Linked DNA regions of Macaca mulatta: region 2 is linked to region 1. The links are chromatin contacts, called in public Hi-C maps. All regions are on one chromosome and are shown on one strand. Each heading gives the region's core, a stretch centred on a gene start, on an enhancer-like site or on the middle of the called end of the contact. The rest is flanking DNA. Distances are from core to core; before and after follow the strand shown. Region 1 has its middle 45 kb from the start of AOC1. Region 2 holds the start of KCNH2 (potassium voltage-gated channel subfamily H member 2).

The links. A called contact is a pair of places that touch in the nucleus more often than the background predicts.
Region 2: a Hi-C map of fetal cortex germinal zone shows a contact between it and region 1, with 3 times the contacts expected there. The contact joins the promoter of KCNH2 here to the enhancer-like site in region 1. A contact is called at or near these places in 5 of 14 Hi-C or Micro-C datasets (CD4 T cells, fetal cortex germinal zone, fetal cortical plate and 2 more).

Annotation. Positions count from the first base shown.
Region 1 is chr3:190,332,315-190,335,014 of T2T-MMU8v2.0, forward strand. No RefSeq gene overlaps it. Among named protein-coding and RNA genes, the nearest start is that of AOC1, 45 kb to the left of the region's middle. Within about 2 kb of position 1,392, at least 11 of the 40 cell types and tissues checked have an H3K27ac peak or open chromatin away from gene starts, as enhancers often do. A contact at or near this core is called in fetal cortex germinal zone, where this site is marked.
Region 2 is chr3:190,406,767-190,409,466 of T2T-MMU8v2.0, forward strand. It overlaps KCNH2 (potassium voltage-gated channel subfamily H member 2), which reads right to left and starts at 1,404. Exons shown (of 15, transcript XR_013415715.1): 1 at 921-1,404.

The sequences.
Region 1 (2,700 bases), core at 142-2,641:
AGCTCAGAGAATCCAGGGCACACCTAAGGAAGGAGGGGGCTTCAAGCTTGGGCACAGATATACTGCCACCCTCCAAATTGGGACCCAGGTGGGACAGCTGGACTGCGGGGTGGGGCTGGGAAACGTTACCGAGGGAGTAGGAGTCGAGGGCATGTGTCAAAGCCCAGCTTGTTCCTGAGACTGCAGGAGTGGTCGTGGATGGACAGGAACAGGTGGGCTGCAGGGTGGGGAGGCTGCCGGGGCAGAGCATATTAGCAGCGGGTCAGCAGCAGACAGTGAAGGAGACAGGGCAAAATAGGGAGCTTGGGAAAGGCGGCCAACGTCTCCACTGAGCTGAGAAAATGAGACAGAGACAAAAACTCAGAGCGAGAGACACAGAGACTCAGAGAGAGACAGAGAGACAGAGCATGTGCGCACCCAGCACAGGCAGCGGGGGCCCCACCACCCACCCCCACCCCCAGGAGCCACACCTTTACAATATCCTTCCCAGGCCACCCTCTCATGGAGCCTCTCCTTCAGGCCCCCCTTTCCCACTGATACCAGTGATTTTGTGTTACTCAGGACCTTTACCAGTGATTTTGTGTTACTCAGGACCTTTTTGGTTGCGAGTGATAAAACTTCAACTTGAACAAGATCAAGAAAAAGGAGATGATTTTGCCAAGATGCCTGGGAGTCGAGCCCAGTGAAGGAATGTTCAACAACCAGACCCTGGAGAAGGGCAGACACCTGCCTCTGGGAGGAGCTGGCCGGGCGCTCATGCCTGAACTGGTTGATTTCATTCTCACCTTTTTCCACTTGGAGGGCCATGGCCTTTGAGGACACTGCAGGCCCTGCAGCCTGAGAGAGAGTCTCTATTCCCAGGCCAGTCTGCAGACTCCCCAGAAAGATATCTCAGGGCCCAGGACCATGGACCATGGGGCAATGGACGGACCTGTAGGAACACTGTGGCGTAGCGGAGAGGGCAGTGCCCAGAACATGCTGGGGCCAGGCACAGGGAAAGCAATAGATGGGCCCTGAGGTCAGACGGCCACAGCAGAAGCCCCTCCTCACACTGGGACTCCCTCCTCCTCCTCCTTCACCTCCTCCTCTCTCTCCATCTCTCTCTCTCTCTCTCTGTCTGTCTCTGTCCCTCTTTCTTCTAGCCTCTCTCTGCCACCCCCCTTCCCCTACCAGGCAGGGGGCTCCCTGCTTCTTCTCATCCCACATCACCCCTCCTGGCTTTCTCAGCCCTCTTGTCCTGTAGATTTTGTGGCCTTCGCACACTCGCCACATTCTTGTTCCACCGTGGCACTCAGGGTCTCCATGGCTACCTATGCCCAGAGCTAAACAAACTGCTGGTGTAGCTAGGCTCCAGCCAGGGCCAGGGCGGCAGGCCCAGGACCTCCAGGTGCGGGCGCTGTTTCCATTGAAGCGGCTGGGCTGCAGCCAGCTCTCTTGGCAGCCTTGGCACTGCTGAGTCACACTGGGCTTTCTGTTTCCATAAAACATGTTTCAGAGATTTATGAGGTAATCATGTGCTCACTATAGAAAAATTTGAAAACACATAAAAATATAAAGGAGACTGTTAAAAATCACCTACCATCCCCCATTTCAATCTATTTCTCCTCAGTCTTTTACTTATGCAAATTTTAAAACAAATGTCGACTTAGTCTATATATAGCTTTTGCTTAACTTCTTATCAAGAGCATTTACCCTGCTTGTAATGTGTTAATGATATTCGTTTATGGATTACTAATATGATAGCGGACAGTTACTACTCTGCTAAATATTTTTCGCTGGCTATTTTATTTAACAAACTACCACGTGGCCTCCCCAAGGACAGTTAGATTCCCCATTTTACAAATGTGGAAGCTGAGGTTTAGAGTGGTTGAATAAATTGTTCACAGTCACACAGCTAGTACGTGGCAGGTCCCAACTTTGAGGCCAAGTCACCTTGTTTCACAGCCAATGTCCTTTCTCTCAGTGACCCCTCCCGCCTGTGTACCACAGGTCACAGGTGGACATGGGGTGTCTGAGTGTCACAGGAGGGCGTCACCACTCTCCTCCACCTGGGCAGAGCTATCTCCCTCCAGGACAGTGGTGGAGGACGCTTCCCGGGAGGAGTGACATCCTGTTCCTAAGCCACCAGCCTGTAAGTCACGGAGGTGCATGTGCTGGCCTGGCGGAAGCCTGACTGTGCTCTGTGGGCCAAGGGCATGGGCGACAGGCAGCCCTTCATGGCAAACAGCCAAAGAAAACTGGAATGTGAATAGAATCACCTCAACTTTTAAAGACCACATACCAAAACCCCCAGCAAATATCACATCCAATGGAGAAACCTTAGAAACATCCCCATTTAGATTGTCAAGCAGATAAGGTGCCTGTTAGCATTGCTACTATGTAACAAAGAGCCAGAGTCAGGGCCAATGTTATAAAACAAGAAAAAGAAATGGGAGGTGTAGAAGTTGGAAGGAGGAAAAAGATTAAAATGTTATTTGTGGACTACATGAAAATTTACATAGAAATTTCAACTAATTTTTTTTTTCTTTTTTTTTTTTTTTTTTTTTTGAGACGGAGTCTCGCTCTGCCGCCCAGGCTGGAGTGCAGTGGCCGGATCTCAGCTCACTGCAAGCTCCGCCTCCCGGGTTCACGCCATTCTCCTGCCTCAGCCTCCCGAGTAGCTGGGACTACAGGCGCCCGCCACCTCGCCCGGCTAGTTTT
Region 2 (2,700 bases), core at 154-2,653, 74 kb after region 1:
TACAAGCACGCGTTGTCCTGTGCTCACAGGGTCATGGGCAAGGAATGTCATCCTCTCCCAACTCCCAGGGCCCTTGGCAGTCACACCCACTGTGGCTCATGCAGCCTTAGGGACAGGCACATGAATGCTGCTTGGGTGCAAACCCACACCAGGACATTTGCCTAATCTGGGACCCTTCTAGAAGCCTCCCTATCAGGCAGGCATTAGGGGTGCTGTAGTCCCGGTCCCCATAAGGGAATTAGGTGACAGTGCCCAGGGCAAGAAAACCACAACTTGAGGGTACCACAGGGAGCTGGTTACCCTCAAAGCCCAGCTCTAGCACCAGGACACCCTGTCTCCACAGAGCCCACAAGCTCACAGCCTTGTCAAAGGCACCACCCCACCGCCCATACAGGGTCTAACTCATGGGTGACACATGGGCTCGCGGTCATACAAACGGCACACACACAAGAGGAGATTATGGGCTGACCCTGCATCCACGGCTTTCTAGTCCCTCAGGCACAACAGTCAAGATCTGGCAAGATCAGTGTGCCCGCTGGACTCTCGGGATCCCAGGGTTTGGGTCATACACACTCTTATGCCCTTGCACACAGCCCCATCTACGTCCAGGCACCCAAAGTTGGGGACACCTGCACACTCCATCCCACGTCCCTTCCCTGCACACTCGGCGTGTCACACACACTCTCTGATCCCAAAAGCCTGAGCTGAGCTTCCCGCCCCAAGCCCTTTGGCCCGGTGCCCACGGCCTCGGTGCACCAAGCCTTGCCCCAGCCGCCCCCCGCCAGAGCCTGGGGCCCACCAGGCTCCATTGACTCGCACTTGGCGATGGACTCGGCCCGGGCACGCCCCCCCATCCACACTCGGAAGAGCTCGGCCCGCCCCCAGAGCCCCCTCCCCGCCCAGCCCCCTCCCCCACTCACTCTGGCCCTCAAACTTGCGGATGATGGTGTCCAGGAAGGTGTTCTGCGGCGCGACGTGGCCCCTCCGCACCGGCATCCTGAGCCCATGGGCGGGCCGGGCGGGCCCCCACCCACCCCGGCCCGACCCGGCCCAGCACTAGGCTTCGGGTGGCCCGGCCGGGCCGTGGTCCCCGCACCCCGCGGCCAAGCCGAGCACGGGCGGGGCCGAGACTGGACTGCGGGCGCCGGGTCCTCGCTCGGCTCCCGGCTCCCAGCTCCGGACCCCGGGCCCGGCCTGGAGCCGCCTGAGCGCCAGCCGCCCGCCGCCGGCACACCTGTCTGCCGGCCCCCGCCGAGCCGCGGGGCCCGCTCCGCCGCGTCCCCGCGCTGCGCTCCGCCAGCCCGAGCCCCGGGCTCCTGGCTCCCGCCTGCCGCCGCGCCGACAGCCGCTCCGGCGCCCGCGGCTCGGGCAGCGCCTGCGGCTCGGCCCGGCCGCGGAAGGGTTAATGCGGCGCGCGCCCCTCCGGCTCCGGCCCCCGCCTCCCGGCCCCCTCCCGCCTGCCGCGCGCCCGCAGCGCCGCCCTCTCCCCCCTCCCACCGCTCGCGCCCGCCCTTCCCATTGGCTGAGCCGCGCCGAGTGCTCCCCCAGCGCCAGCCCCTTGCTCTGCCAAGGAGCCCCCGGGACTCGCGCGCCCCGAAGAGGGGGAAGGGACCCTTAGGCAGGGGGAACCGTGAGGACAGGTGTGATGGCCGGCTTGTAGGCGGCCGGGAGGGGGGAAGGGATTCCACCCCCACCCCAGATTAGCGGCTAAGAAACCTGATTTGAAGGGAAAAGGCCGGTCCTTATGCCCTGGTTCCCCACCACGCCGAGCACCGGCTTGGTACACACAGCATGCGCTCAGTGCCTATTGTGGGTGACCCGGGCAAGGCTTGGGCCCTGCGAAGACGAGTCCGGGGTCAAGGGAGACCCTGGAAATAGGAAAAGCAAAACAATCTGGAGGTCCCAGACCAGCAGAGATCTTAAATAAGGGAGGGTGAAATTTAGAAGAGGCACGCCCCCTGCCCCAACACACACACATACACACACGCACACACACACACACACACACACAGCCCTCTGTGGGGCTCTGCAGAGAAGCCGCACAGAGAGGGACATTCTGACAGCAGTTGCGGCCTCCTAGCTGCGGGATCAAAGAGAGGTCCCTGAGCGCGAAGTTCCAACCGGGGGATCCCCGTGTGCGAGCGGCCTGCCCTCCCCCGGCAGCCCGGGGCCAGCCTTGCAGGCCCAATCGGCGGGCTCGGGGCCCTGCGGCGGTGGCCGCGGCCCAGCCCCTCGGAAAACCCTGGCCTAGCCGCAGGCCCCTCCCCGCGGCCAGCTGGCTCGCTCCAGCTGCGGCTCCCTTATTTAGGCAAGGAGGCCTGGGGATGCTCAAGGGCAGGCGGGGTGTCTGCCCGCCCCCTGCTCATCGCCTGCAAGGGTCTGAGTGAGGGTCTCCGGGCGCAATGTCCTCGGACTTAGCAGTCAGGCAGGGGCCCGGGAAGGCCAGGGCGGGGAGGCGAGTGTTGACAGCTGAGTGGGCGGGCGGGGAGGGAGGAGTCGCAGCTGAACAGCCGAGGGTCCCCTCCCTGCAGCCGGATCAGAGACCTGTCTAGATGGATGGGGCCATGTGGGGGCTCCTGAGGGCTTGCAGCTGCCTCTGTCCTTGGAGCAGGGGCTGGGTCTTGTCACCAGCGAGAACCATCATGGGTTGTGGGGGGAGGGGAAGAACAAAGGACAGGAAAGGAAGCGGAGTCCCAAAGG